Regions from separate parts of the Mus musculus genome. Here regions 2 and 3 are each linked to region 1. A link is a contact called in public Hi-C and promoter capture Hi-C data. All regions are on one chromosome and are shown on one strand. Each heading gives the region's core, a stretch centred on a gene start, on an enhancer-like site or on the middle of the called end of the contact. The rest is flanking DNA. Distances are from core to core; before and after follow the strand shown. Region 1 holds the start of Clcc1 (chloride channel CLIC-like 1). Region 2 holds the start of Gpr61 (G protein-coupled receptor 61). Region 3 overlaps Gm36778 (a long non-coding RNA gene).

The links. Promoter capture Hi-C pulls out the DNA fragments that hold promoters and counts their contacts. Hi-C and Micro-C count contacts between places; a contact is called where the count stands out from the background.
Region 2: a promoter capture Hi-C map of stem cell-derived epiblast-like cells shows a contact between it and region 1, with 2.8 times the contacts expected there. The contact joins the promoter of Gpr61 here to the promoter of Clcc1 in region 1. A contact is called at or near these places in 3 of 39 promoter capture datasets (liver and stem cell-derived epiblast-like cells), 1 of 484 Hi-C or Micro-C datasets (regulatory T cells) and 1 of 115 datasets of contacts at active chromatin or transcription factors (memory CD8 T cells).
Region 3: a Hi-C map of adipose-derived mesenchymal stem cells shows a contact between it and region 1, with 3 times the contacts expected there. The contact joins the enhancer-like site here to the promoter of Clcc1 in region 1. A contact is called at or near these places in 2 of 39 promoter capture datasets (the C10 cell line and hippocampal neurons), 6 of 484 Hi-C or Micro-C datasets (B cells, the Ba/F3 cell line, the G1E-ER4 cell line and 2 more) and 1 of 9 other capture datasets (macrophages).

What each region holds. Positions count from the first base shown.
Region 1 is chr3:108,651,664-108,656,593 of GRCm38.p6, reverse strand. Clcc1 (chloride channel CLIC-like 1) reads right to left here and starts at 2,681. Exons shown (of 12, transcript NM_145543.2): 1 at 2,614-2,681.
Region 2 is chr3:108,152,873-108,157,802 of GRCm38.p6, reverse strand. It overlaps Gpr61 (G protein-coupled receptor 61), which reads left to right and starts at 2,871. Exons shown (of 3, transcript NM_001305461.1): 1 at 2,871-2,983.
Region 3 is chr3:109,057,526-109,062,455 of GRCm38.p6, reverse strand. Gm36778 (a long non-coding RNA gene) reads right to left here. Exons shown (of 4, transcript XR_375965.2): 2 at 3,660-3,730. Among named protein-coding and RNA genes, the nearest start is that of Gm36778, 4.3 kb to the right of the region's middle. Within about 2 kb of position 3,010, at least 37 of the 459 cell types and tissues checked have an H3K27ac peak or open chromatin away from gene starts, as enhancers often do. A contact at or near this core is called in adipose-derived mesenchymal stem cells, where this site is marked.

The DNA of each region.
Region 1 (4,930 bases), core at 1,432-3,931:
TCCAGAGGACCCAGCACCCACACAGCAGTTCAGACCCGGCTGTAACTCCACTTCCAGGGCATCTGACTCCCTTTTCTGCCCTTTTGTGCACACACGGTGCACAGACATACATACAGGTAAAAGACCCATAATTTTTTTTTTTTTTTTTTTTTTTTTTGGTTTTTCGAGACAGGGTTTCTCTTTTAGCTCTGGCTGTCCTGGAACTCACTCTGTAGACCAAGCTGGCCTCGAACTCAGAAATCCGCCTGCCTCTGCCTCCCGAGTGCTGGGATTAAAGGCGTGCGCCACCACGCCCGGCTATAAGACCCATAAATTTTTTTAAAGGAAAAAAATTTTAAGGAAAAAAAAAAGAGGAGGGGCTTGGCTGAAAAAAACAAGTATTGGTTATACTCAATATGTCAAAGACATTCAGTAAAGCCCAAGAAAAGGTCACTTGATGAGTTAATTAAATAACCACTTACTGAAAGAGTAATAGGGAAAGGACCAGTATTAATGAGTGAAGAAGTAATTAAGAGCATATAAAAACTGAAATAAGGGCTGGAGAGATGGCTCAGCGGTTAAGAGCACTGGCTGCTCTTCCAAAGGTCATGAGTTCAATTCCCAGCAACCACATGGTGGCTCACAACCATCTGTAATTGGATCTAATGCCCTCTTCTGGTGTATCTGAAGACAGCAACAGTATACTCATATAAACATAAAATATTAAAAAAAAAAAAAAAAACCTGAAATAAAAGCTACAGAAACGGCATCCTGTATCCCTTTCGTGGGCATGGCATACTTCTTCATCAACAGAACGAGTGAGAAGGAAGACAAATTTTCTCAGATAAAAACAGGAGTTTAGGGTGAAGGTAACGGACGTTTAGAAAACAAAAGCAAGAGGGCATCACTTATGGAGGCTGACAGCCTGCCAAGTACCACTCACAAAGTTACACCACGGGCAACCACGTGACTTTCTCCAATAGTGACCAGCAGGTGAAGAGTTAACCAAGACTACAGAATGAATAAAATGATGGAAGGCAAAAAAAAAAAAAAAAAAAAGGGGGGGGGGAGGCAGCCAGAGTTAGATTCCACACCAGAATGAGCTGGGAAGTCAAAAAGGGGGGGGGGGGGGCTATGGAAGAAACCAAAACCACAATCAATTGGAAATTCAATCCCTCCTGTCAGAGGCCGGTGGTCATCTAAGACTAGAACTCTTTGAAAACAACAACACTTAGAACTGATCCCACACTTCCTCCAAAGTTGCAATCTGGACCTGCTTCGAGCTTATTTTAAAGACAAGTCTCTGAGATAGGGCCAGCCAGTGCTACATAGACTGACTCGGAAAAACAAAAACATCACAAAAATCTTCCTATGTTGCCTCAGTTTATGAAAAAAACCTGCGTTACTCTATGACTTGTCGGTGGACACCAGTTAGTTTGTATCATTTTCTCATTGCCTCAACTACAACACATGTACTCCAGTGCGCACAATAATAGTATATAAAAAAACATACTCATACAATAATAGAGGACATTTTGTTACTGAAACATATGCTCCTTTAATCCTTACAAAAACTCTTGGAAAGGGCACCACTGTCTCAATCCCAGAAAAAACGGGTAACATGCCCATGGCCTCTGAGCTCTGAGAGGTTCCTTGGAGGTTAGGGTTCAAAAGCGGGTGAGGAAACTCTGCTGGGTCTTATCACACAGGTGGGAAAACCAGAAAAGGGGCTTCTCACAGGGGCGGCCTCTGGCTTAGCTCTTAAGATGTGCAGGCTGATTGACAGCCACGAAATGGAAACCCTCAAGAAAGTCACTGATTTCAAAGAATCAGAGGTCTAACCAACCAGCCAAGCAGGACTAACCGGGTTAAGGGAAGTCAAATTCTCGGTTATCTTAGAAGCGGGAAGTCGCTATTTAGCTCACGCGTGTTCTTGTCCTTTCCTGGCAATTGAGGTTGTTTTTTTCTGTTTGTTTGTTTGTTTGTTTTTCGAAACGAGGTTTCTCGGTGTATCCTGGAAACGCTGTAGACCAGGCAGGCCTCGAACTCAGAGATCCGCCTGCCTTTGCCTCCGGAGTGCTGGGATTAAAGGGTGCCCACCGCCCACCAGACAATTTTCATTTCCAATATGTGCCCAGACAACGCTGAGAAGAGCACTTTTATAATCAGTATCATGGAGAAAACCTGACGTTTTGCACCTAATTATAAACCCACAGACTTACAGCATCAACTAACTTAATATACTCAAATTAAATTTGGAGTTTCATACCATTACTCCAACAAATCCAATATATATATATAATTTTTTGGCCGTCAGTATTTGTTGCAGATTCTGCCAAGGTTTCAGATAACACAAGCAAGGATGCTCTTGCCCCAGGGTGGGCCGCTCGGTATATTCGCAGGGTTAGCCGAGACAAGGGGAATGACTGGCGGGCGCTGTCTACCCGCGTAAGACGGAACAGGGAATCGCCACGGGCCCAGGCCCCGGCACCTCTCACGCTGCCGCGCCGCCTCCCACGCAGACCCGCGGGCCGCCCCGACACACCGAAGAGCGCCCACTCACGTCGAGGGTCCTGCCTGCTCTTTCAGAGGGACCCGGGCCAGCCCGGCCGCGGAAGACGCCGAGCCGCCTACCTCAAACACGGTGCACTCGGACTGGAGTCCCGAGCGGACTCATCGACTCGCTCGGCCCGCAGCTGTGCGGCCTTCCCGCGCGCGTTGCTGATTGGCTGCGCCGCGGGGGCGGAGGCGGGGGCGGGACCAGGCCGCGCTCCTCTGCTCTGAAGTAAGGGCTTTTCAATTACCCAACCACCAGTTCAGTTCAGACGGTCGTGGCTAAAGGAGCCAAGTACGTCTAAATAAGTAAATAAGTAATAAGTAAATAAGGAAAGAAAAGAAAGAAAGAAAGAAAGAAAGAAAGAAAGAAAGAAAGAAAGAAAGAAAGAAAGAAAGAAAGAAAGAAAGAAAGAAAGAAAGAAAGAAAAAGAGAGAGAGAGAGAGAGAGAGAGAGAGAGAAAGAAAGAGGGGGGAGGGAGGGAGAGAAGGAGAGAGAGAGAGATAGAGAGAGAGATCTACTTCGAACATAACTTTCTAAGTGGAAGATAATGGTTAACTAGTACTATATATAGTGAGGGAGGCAAATGGGAGTTTGGACGTAAGGTTTGTTTTGTGTTTATCTTCAACTTCTGGCTTTGCAGTTTCCAAAGTGTCCAAAGAGGAACCCCACCCCAGAAATGAATACAAAAACTAACTGGCAATGAGACACTGTTAGTATTTAATTTGGTATTCTTGGGTATACATACATCATTTACAACTTTTTAAGATTTGTAGTCGTTTTAGATTTATTTCATATGTATGAGTGCTTTGCTTCATATAGTATGTGTTCCACGTGCGTGTCTAGTACATACAGGGGTCAGAAGAGGGGGTTGGATCCCCCTAGATAGGAAGTCCCAGATAATTGTGGCACCAACACGTATTTTCTTTTTAATTCTGATTGTGTTTCTGCATATGAATGCAGTTGCCAGCAGAGGTCAGAGCTGCAGTTGCCAGCAGAGCATCAGGTACCTGAGATGCAGAGTTATCGGTGATCTTGAGCCACAAAACTCGGTTGCTGGAAACCGAACTTGAGTTCTTTTAACAGCTAAGCCACTTCTCCAGCCCCATTGCTACTGTGGCTGGTAGCCTTTCAGATGTAGATGATAAGATCCTACTGCTGTAGCAACCATGTGTGTACAGAAGTCAAGATGGAACTGGACTGAATGCTTACTCTGGAAGGTTAGCTTTCATAACATAAGGATGCCTTATGGAAGAAGTCACCAGCAGTCTTGCCCTGCTGTGACCTTGTATGTTACCCGGCTGCCCTCCCAGGCAAGATGTACCCACATTTGCAATAGTGGCAAACTGTTAAGTGGGTAGCCATCTTCTTTCCAGCTTGATTTGAGGCCCACTCCATAGGAGGGGATTCATGTCCGGCACAGTAGACCTGATCAAATCTGCGTCTGGGAGGTCAATGCCCTAGGGGGGAAGCTACTGTTCTTTTGCTGACTAAATGTATCATACATATCAAGCAGCCTTCCAAATATTTATGTTTACCCAAACATTAGTACTGCCTTCAGCTTTGGGCAAAGAAGCTTCATTTTGCAGTAGTAGTGCTTAATACAGAGACTCATAACTGCTCAAAGTGCTGAGAATAAGTGGCTTGAATGCTCAGCCCTAAATGAAACATCTAACTTGCTCCTTCCAAAACTCAAAGAACATCATTTGGTGGGTTGGGGGGTGGGGGTGGTAATGGTAGAATCTGAGAGCCAGAGGAAGGGTAGAAAGGTAGGCGTGTTGTGGACTCTTGTCTCCCTGGCACGACATGAACTCACTAGTAGCTAAGAACTGTTACAAGGCAGTATCTGTCTTGACGTTGTGAACATGACATGTGAACATGGAACAGGGCTATGGGCAGTTAATGATTGCTTGAGGAGAGGAGGTATTTTCTTCAATGGTATAGCAACTAATTAAGTTGCCAATCTATACTGTAAATAACCTTTCACCTTTGCTCACGTAACCAACCCTAATTAAACTTATATTAGCTGAGTCTCCACTCTTCTTTTTAATAGCATGCATTAATTATAGATAATGGTTTCATCGTATTTTCATGTTTATAATGTATTTTGATCAAACCCACTTATTATAACCCTCTTTTGTCCCCTTCCCCCTCCTCCTGACCCACTTTCCACATCAGTTCTTGTACAGTCACATTTTATTTGTGTGACTCAATAGGTTTAATTATGGATGCTTACACATGAGCATGGATAAGGAGGAGAGATTATGAAGTTAAGGTTATCCTTGGATATAGGGATTTGGGGCCACCAAACTCCTTTATCCATCTTTATTGGTTATTTTCCTGTTGCTGTGATCAGAAGCTCTGACACAAGCATCTTAGGGGAGAGGGGCTTATTTG
Region 2 (4,930 bases), core at 1,622-4,121, 500 kb after region 1:
TGGAGGAATTGATCTGGCTGCGGTGGCTCTGACCCGTAACCTCAACATCTAGAAGGCTGAGGCAGGAAGATCACACACACACTGCGAATATTTTCTCAAAAAACAAAAACAAAAACAAAAACCTCACAAAATAACAAACAAACAGGGCTGGTGAGATGGCACAGCAGTTAAGAGCACTGACTGCTCTTTCAGAGGTCCTGAGTTCAATTCTTGGCAGCCACATGGTGGCTCACAACCATCTGTAATGGGATCTGATGCCCTCTTCTGGTATGTATGAAGACAGCTAGCTACACCTTATATTACTCATATAAACAAACAAACAACACCCTATATAAGCACATGGATTATAGTTGGGGTGTAATATTGACAGCTACTCTGAATTCGCGCTGAACAGAAGCAATAGCAGCCCCTTTGCTGTCACCAGCACTGTTCTAGCCTTAAGCACACAGCCCCCTCCCCTGCCCACAGGTCCCTTTCTCTCTTCCCTGAGCCAAGACAGCTTCCAGAACCTGAGAAGATGAGCTAGAACCCGCAATCTCCCTCATACCCTTTTCCCAATAGTTTTTTAGTAGAGGGCTCATGACCTTGCCTTTGGCCCCACTCCAGCTTATTGGCCAGCTATGATAGCTGTCCTAGCTCCCTAGGAAGCAGGCTCTATCTGTTCTAGAGACTTTGTATCACGCTGGGGAGTGAGGAATTTTGACTTTTGCATATATGGAAAAACTAATGCACATCGACCTCAGAAGCTGAGTCTTCCTTTCGACCGGCGAGCACACCCAAAGCTGAACCCAGTCTAGTGCTTTCTGTCTGTAGTTTTGTTAGAACAATGGTGTCTGCTCTCTCTCTCTCTGAATCCCTGGAAGGGGTTCTATGTCCTATATCAATCTGTGCTATTGTCCTGAGTGCCACATCAGGGCCCCAGAAAGGCATGGGACCAGGAAAGATCCTATATTCAAAACACCTTATATTCAAACTGAATGAGGTTTTCATATTGGCTCTGGCTGTATTTGATCTGGAGAAGGTCACGTCACCTTGTGCCCTCTTTTCCCTAGAGATGATGCTTTAAACGCTGATGTGAGGATGGAAGATGTATGTCATGTCTGCCGCTCATTAAGAATTCAGAGATGGTGACTGCTGGAGTCAGTCACCAGCTGTAGGCTAATCAGTTCTCATGGTTGTTGGCTTGGGGCCTAAAGAAGCCAGCCTATTCTGAGTTCTCTGGGCAAGTCACTGGTTTTATGGCTCTTTGTCTGGATCTAGTAAACAATTCTAGAATTCCCTTTTGGAGCCAGAAGGAGTTGTTGGCTATGCAGGTCAGTCCCCCACAAGGCGTGGTGTCAGCTCCGGATCTGATCCACATTCTCAGTTCAGGCTCATGGCTCTGCTATGTGGGGCTATGGACTTTGAGCAATGTCTTGACCTCAAGAATACAGGTACCAGCAAGGTAGTAGTAGCTCATGCCTTTAATTCCAGCACTTGAGAGAGAGGCAGGCAGATCTCTGTAAGTTGGAGGCTAGCCTGGCCTACAGAATGAGATCATGGATACAGCCATGGTTACAAAGAGAAACCCTGTCTTGAAAAACCTTAAAAAAAGGAAGAAGGAAAGAAGGAAGGGAGGGAGGGAGAAGGGGAGGGAGGGAGGGAGGGAGAGAGGGAGGGAGGGAGGGAGGGAGGGAGGGAGGGAGGGAGGGAGGGAGGGAGGGAGGGATATGGCTACCTTGGAGCTGGAGAGTCAGCTCAGCATTTGTGTTTCTTGCAGAGGACTCAGGTTTGGTTCCCAGCACCCATATGGTAACTCACTTCCATCCATAACTCCAGTTTCAGGGACCTAACATCCTCTTCTGACCTCTGTGGCCAGCACACAGGCAATACACATACATACATGCAGGCAAAACACCCATACACATAAAACAAACTTAAAAGAGAGAAAATAGAGTTCGTGGTGTGTGGAAATTTTTAAGCTGCTGTTTTAGGATCCTATCCTTGGTATCAGTAACTGACAACGCTTTTCATAGCCAGCAGGAGGCCAGACCCCTTCTCTCCCTTCTAAAGGTTTGTCATATGGTGGTGACATTCGGAGTGATGTTCCCAGCTCTGTCTAGCCCTACAAATGCAGGCCAACCTGAGCCTTCCAGAGAATCTGGCTTCTACTCTGATTTCAGGGAGCAGAGGTGTGGCTGTGTGGAAGGTCGTTCAGGGATATTAGATACCCCTGTCTCCATAAGTCCCCAGAGCTTCATTCCAAATAAACATACAGTTTAAGCAAATAATAGTGATGCACTTTGGGCAGCAACAAGTGCCAGGTCAAGACAGGGCCTTTGACTCCTCTTCAGATCCCACTGCTACCCATTAAGCTGACTGCTATACAAATGTGTTGCTTTCTTAAGGGGGCCAAATCATGGATCGGCTTCTGGAACCTCAGCTTTTCCCAGGTCTAATCTTGGAAGTTCTGGCTGTGCACTGACCTGACTACTACAGAAGTACCTTGGTTCTGGTATCATACAGAACCAGGCAATAAACAATAAAGCTGCTAGAAATCTTGGTGGGGGTCATCTACCCTGTAATCCCATTGAACATATAAGAAACAAAGGTCAAATGGAAATGACTTGCCCAAGGTAACTCAGCTATTAAGTGCCCAGGGCTTTTTCTTTAACCAGGCTAACTGGGAGGGTTTCCCCTGCCTCCTTGCTGTCAGCTGGCTCCTGGAAGCTTTGAGATACAGCCAGAATCCTGAAAGAAGTATGAGGAACTGGGCTTTCTGGACACTATTGTCTGGGAACCCCAAGGCCCAGCTGTATGCTCCAGAAGTGGCTCAAAGGGGCTGGCAGATAGCAGGAGGCCACTAGGACCCAGAAGCTCTCAGAGCATCCTGCTCTGCTGGCTGCCTCTCTCCGCTCACTGCAGTGGTTCAGGCTTCAGCAGCCTTGGAGAGGCATCAGCTGAGAAGAGCTATCACATAGGCGCTGGGAGCTGCTCAGCAAAGGTAGGAGTTGCCGACTAGGCCAGGGATGTGGGGCAGACCCAGGGCCTGGTGGTAACTGCTGTCTCAGCTTATAGAAGGGTGGCATTCCAAGGGGCAGCCCACCCTGTCCTGTGGTGGGCAGTTCTGTCACAGGATGGGCTCTCCGGTGTCCCAAAGGTAGTATTGGCATGTGGGCATCTCCAAATCCAAGAAATGGGATATTGATCATTATCTGCTGGCCAGAGAAACTACATCCTGCAACAGACAGCATTCTCTGTCTGCCTCGCTCAGTCTCATAGAGATAGGTCCCCACATCCCTGGATAGGCCTTTCGGCATTCCAGGATGCTGGGTATCTAAGTCCTGGGCGTGGGCAGCTCTGCTAGGAAGAGGTGTTGAAGGTCCCTGGAAATCTCCCTTGGCCTAAGAGGCCCGTGTTCTTGCCTGAAGGCAGGCCAGACTCTGATCCTTGGCATAGAAGCTCTGGATATGAGAAACAGGTTCATGTGAATCCCAGCAATACCTATGTGGCCTTGGCTAGGCACGTGTGCACATCCTACATCCTGAAGTGAGGATACCTCTCCCTTGACCATGGCCCTGCCAGAGGCCAGACCTCAGACGCTGTAGTGGCAAAGCCTTCAGGTGCTTGCAGGTCTTGAAGATGAGGAGGTGGCATTGAAGGAAGCAGTGGGAGGATGTGAGCATCTATTGAGGCATGATGACATGAGCTAAGAGTGGAGTCAGACTCCTTGGGTTTCCCCCATGAAGCCATTACACCATGGCCCTCCCTTCCATAACCCTCCATCAATGAGAGAGTACTAAGTAGCCAACTCTGTTGGTGTGTCTGTTACGAGGTACATTGGAAACCATGGAATTTGAAGTCACTGTAGAATTTTTGACAAGACTGGGGTGGGGTGGGGGTGCTGGGGAAGGAACTATAAGAAAGAAAGATGCCCAGTGTCTGCCAGCCTAAGGCTCCATCATGGCTGCATAGCACCCTTCCGTGTCCATGTGTCCACAAGAAAACCATGTCTGCTTTTCTCAGTCAGGGATTGTATCTAGGTATTGCTGGATTGGACTCCTGCTATCCATCCGCACATGATGGACTCTTCCTTCTTTGAGTACCACATCTTTTAGGCCCCACTCCCAGGTAGAATGGATGTAAGGGGGGGGGGGGACTGGGAGTAAAGGGTAAAGATGTAAAGAGTAGGATTTCTTTTAAACATTTTATTTTCCCTGGTAGACTGTCTTATGAGAATCTGACATCTCCCTGGAGAGAGGCAAGTCTCTAGGCAGTTGTCCAAAGTTAGGGAAGCCGAAAATTCAGGAGCCTGGGCTATCCTCCTCAGAAGAGAATCCCCTGGCTGGCACACAGATGACTGACTGAATATTTCAGGAGTTTGTACTCTGTGGCCAGGATTCAATTAGTCAATTTGAGTCTAATTCAACTCACAAGAATTGCACTGAACACCTAATGTATGTTTCGCATGTTAGAAGTTGGATTAGTGCAAGCTTTGTGGTAACACCGCAAACCTATGGTGAATGCAAGATAACTCTGAGAGGAGTGGGGCTCTGGCAGGCTATGTGGTTCTCGTCACTGAAGTTATAGAGAACAGAGTTTTTAAAGTGGAGCCACCACCAGGTGCTCCCCATCCCAGCTCACAGAGTAGTAAAATGATATACATAGGCAGCTTGATGGTCTTCTGGTCCAACCCTCCCATTTCATAGATGCAGAAAGTGTGGTCCAGAAAACTTTTAACTTGTCTACAGAACAGCCATCAGACTTGGCACTGTGGCTTGTCTCTAAGCTGTGTAACTCGGCACACTGTATGGAGGGAATATATATTTATATATATTAATATATAATAATATATTATGTATACTATATATAATATATAGATAATATATAGCACATATATATTTCATGTATATATGAAAGTAAGTTGATTACACTGGGGACAATCTATTTT
Region 3 (4,930 bases), core at 1,761-4,260, 410 kb before region 1:
GGTTTGGGTTTGGGTTTTTGGGGTTTTTTGGTTTGGTTTGGGGGTGGGGGGTTGTTTAAGTTTGAGCTAAGGCAGTTTTCTCAGGCTGCTACAGTAAATTACCAGAAACAGGTGATTTAAGACAACAGAAATGTACTCTGAGTTCGGGAGGCCAGAAGATCAAAATCTAAGCAGTGGGGGTGTGGGGGAGAGGGACTTGTAAGGGTGGGACTTGGGGCGGAGCTGTGATTGGGATATAAAGAGAATTTTTTTAAATGTCATTGAAAAAAAAATCAAGGCAATCAGAATCTCTGAGGGAGAATGTCACCCCAGACTTTCTGGTTTCCCACAGTTGAGGTAAATTCTGGCTGCCCTTGGGTTATAGCTGCCTTACTCTGAGCTTTGCCTCCGGTGCCCTGTGTGTCGCTCTCCTCTGAAGACCTCTGAATACTTTCATCGCTGGATTTAGCGCTCATACAAATACACTGCCACCTCATCCTAATTACTCCTTCGAAGCCCTATTTTCAGATAAGATTAAATCCTAGGGTTTCAGGTAGACATGAATATTGAGGAAACTCATTATTTAGTCCAGCACAAGAAGTAAGACTCTTTTTATCCCTCTGAAGAAATAATGAAAGAGAAAACTAATGCTGGCCTCGATGGAAGTAGTGTGGACAGCCGAGTGTTTTATTTTCAGAATAGATGCAACATATACTCAAATAAATGGATTTTTAATTTTTATTTACTTATTTATTTATTGAGACAAGGTCTTCACTGTGCAGCTCTAGCTAATGTGAAACTCACTGTTTAGACCAGGCTGGCCCTAAATTCATAGAGTTCTTCCTGTGTCTGCCCCAAGTGATGGAATAAAAGCCATTTGCCACCACACTCAATCAGACTCAATTTTATTTTAAATTCTTATGTTTATATTATTTATTGCCTGTTCTGCAGAGGTTTTCAAGTATCTTATAAAATAACTAATATATAACTGTATACAATATAAAATGAATGCTATTCATTGTCTACAATTAGTGTGTACTTTTTATTAGCTCTGGAGGATCAATGATGATTCAGCTAGAAAGGAAGATACAACAAAATCCTTACAATATGCAGAGTTCCATAAAAATTCACCTTCACCTTATTAAAAGGCTGGCAGGGAGTGCCTCAAGAAGTCTTCCAGTGATTGTGTGTTTTACTCTGTTTTATAAGCTATGAATAAATAGACCAATAGTTACAATTTATAACGCACACTGAGTTGAGAATAACCCCAACTGGTGGCCCTAAGTAAGACTCCTAGCAGCAAGAGATATGGAGCCTGAAGTGGTCACCTCCTAAAGCCAAGCAAAACTTCCAGTGGAGGGAGGGGGCCATCAAACCACCCACAAAACCTTCAACCCAAAATCTGCCCTGCCTACAAGATACCCAGGGATAAAGATGGAGCAGAGATTTAGGGAATGTCCAACCAATGACTGGCCCGACTTGAGATCCAACCCATGGGAGAGAGCCAACCAACCCCTGACACTATTAGTGATACTCTGCTGTGCTTGCAGACAGGAGCCCAGCATAACAGTCATCTAACAGCTTCATTCAGCAGTTGATGGAAACAGATGCAGAGACCCACAGCCATACATTAGGCGGAGCTCGCTCGGGAGTCTTGTGGAAGGACTAAGGGAGCCAGAAAGGTCAAGGACACCATAAGAAGAGTCAAATAACCTGAGCCCCCTGGGATTCACAGAGACTGAACCACCAGCCAAAAACCATGCACGGGATTGACCTAGGTTCCCTACATATATGGAGCAGATGTGTGGCTTAATCTTTGTGTGGGTCCCTAACAACCAGAAAGGACACTGTCTCGGACTTAGGCTGTTTTGCCTGCCTTTGGATCCCTTTTCCCTAGCTAGGCTGCTTTGTCAGGCCTCGAGGGGGAGGGGGGGTGTGCTTACTCCTGATGCCACTTGATGTGCCAGGTTGGGTTGGTGTTGGGTGGGGGGACTGGGAGGGGAGGAGGAAGGGGTTGCAATCAGGGTGTAAACTGAATTAACTAATTAATGAATGAAAAAAAAAGAAAAGAAAAGAACCCCAAGTAACCACAACATACATTCCTTGACCCTTCACCTGTAGAAAACTCCACTAGCCCGTCCTCACTTAAGAATTTTATAGAAATGGAGTTTGGGAGCGAAGTTCTAATCTAATTCTTATTCATATTACCCTAGAAACATTTTCACAATTTTTAGTTTGAGTAGAGCCAGGACATGAGAATACAGAAGAGAGGGAAAATGCAGTCATGAGTCACTTAATGAAATGGAAAGTTTCCATAAAACATCAAAGTGTTCTCACAAAAACCTACACTATAGTCGGCAACAGGTCCAGGCTGCTGCATTTAGCCGTATTTAGTGTGTGAGGTCTGTCTGCTGTTAAGCAAAACACTGTTCTGCCACACGATTCTAAAGTCAGTTTTCTAAATCTCGTTTTCATAAAAGAAAGCAATGCACCACCTCCTGGACACAGCCGAGGTTTTTATAAGCAATGAATTGTTTTTCAACATATCACCGAGTGACAAAGATCACGCCACATCTTCTCTAGATTCCTAAAATAATTGCAACAACAGGGAGCTGTTTGCCAACTGTTTTGTTCAAATGAGGACCAGAGTGGCAAAGCCCAACTTAGCTGAGGCGTTTTCAGGAACAGGGAGAGCTAAGCCAAGGACTAGCCAACGCATTCACAACAGTAACTTTTTAAGTAGCTGAGCCGGCTCTGGCCAGTGTCCTCCCATCATCCCAGCTCCTGGAAAGGCTGAGGCGAGAAGAAAACGGAAAGAGGAAAGGGGGGTAAAGGATGGAGAGGTGAAGAGAAACTGACTATCCTCAATGAAAACTTAGAAGTACCGAGAGCAGGTGTCTCAGGTAAATCTCTCCCTGTCCTTGCATTCCGGACTCCTAACGCTATCCCTGCACTGATATCCCTGCCACCACCACCACTAAGCTAACTGCTCCGGGATTCCACAGCACAGACAACCAATGAGTGAGACTCTGTGAATGCAGAGCCTAGCGCTCCCCCGAGGGCCTGTATTCCTCATTCTTTAGCCCTGAGACAGACCAGGAGAGGACCTTCATTCCGTGGCCTTGGTCACAGACACGGGTAACATCTTACTACATGGAATGCTAGTAGACGTGATGTGTGATGTGTGACATTTATTGAGAAAGCAAGGGTGGAGCCAGTGAAGTAATTCTGGGCTAGAACCCATAGCCTGTACAGTACTATGTTCAGTCCCCGATATAAGAAAAGGAAGGGAGGGAGGGAGAGAAGGAGGGAGGGAGGGAGGAAGGGAGGGAGGGAGGGAGGGAGGGAGGGAGGGAGGGAGGGAGGGAGGGAGGGAGGGAGGGAGGATGGGAGGGGAGGGGAGGTAGAAAGGGAGGGGAGGGAGGGGAGGAGGAGGAGGGAGAGAGGGAAGGAGGGAGCAAAGAAGGAAGCAAGGATTCTTTTAACACTCAGTTTACTTTTTGACAAGCCAGAAGTAGAAGGCACCAAGGCCCACGGAGATGCTAGTGGTGCCAGTGGGAGAAGCCTGGGTCTCTGAATGTCAGAAAGCACCTGCCGAGTGGGAACACTTACATTAGACTCTGATGTGGAAGAGAGAAAAGCACGTGTATTTTAAAAGCCACTGAAACTTGGAGGTTTACCTGGGTCATTGGCATGATCATGATGACGCTTCCTGTGTGTAGGCAGTTCCTATGGATAGTTCTCCCACTGCCTGCGAGTAAACAAACCTGTAAATACAATAGTCAGAAACTCCTAAAAGCTGTCAGGATCAGTTCTGCTCTTACATATGATCACAATGAGATCTCAGAAAAGAAAGCAAGCAAAGGAGAGAATCCAAGATAAACAGTCCAATCCAGAGACAAACGAGGTCTTCCATAGAATCAGAAATAAATAAATAAATAAATAGATAAATAAATAAATAAATAAATAAATAAGTGGAGCAGACAGCTTTAATCTCAGCACTCAGGAGGCAGGGGCAGGTGGATGGATATCTTGGGTTAAGGTCAACCTTAAGTAAATAAATATAAAAATAAGCATTAAAAATATTCAACAGATGCATATAGAGAAAGTTATGAAGGTATTTCTGTCCACAAAACTAGACTGAAGTAACCCTGGGCCTCGCCCTGACCTTCCACATACATTAGAACAAAAATCCAGAGAAAGAATCCGTGGAGAGGCTGGAGAGATGGCTCCACCTCTCTTCCAGAGGATCGAGGATTTGACTCCCAGCACCCACATGTCAGCTCACAACTGCCTGGAACTCCAGTCCCAGGGGGTGCAACGCCCTCTTCTGTCCTCTCCAGGTTCTGCATTTACCCAGTGCACTGACATGCATGCAGGCAAACATCCACCCATATCAGAAAGAGAAAAGGTTTAGAAACTTTAAGGAATTTTAGAACTTTAATTTAATTTTTGGAAATTAAGCATGTAGTTGCTAGAAATTTTAAAGCCTAAGGAAGACATAAAACTAGTCTAGTCTGTGCCCCTCCCCCAGAATATAAAGCAAAAAATACAGCCATGAAACATCAGAGAAGAGTTTTTAAAAACACAGAATATTTAGTAAGTAGAATAGAAAAGAAAAATTCAGGATGAAATAGCTTTGGGGATGGGTCTTTTAAGAATTTTTAAATTTTCTATTTATTTATAGGAGGACTGGGTGTCACAGTGGCCTTAGGAAGATCAGGGGACAACTTGCTGGAATTGGTGCTCTCTTTTACCATGTGGGTCCCGGGGGATGAACTCAGGTCATCAGGTTTGGTGACATGTGTCTTTGCTGTGTCACCAGCCCATGACAGAGCTTATAAAACTCACAGACTGTTGGGATAATCTTTTTGTGCACTGTGTAAAGGTTGTCTTTGTTTTATTCTAATGTTGATTTTTGTACCAGCAGAGAGTTGAGTACAGGCCGGAC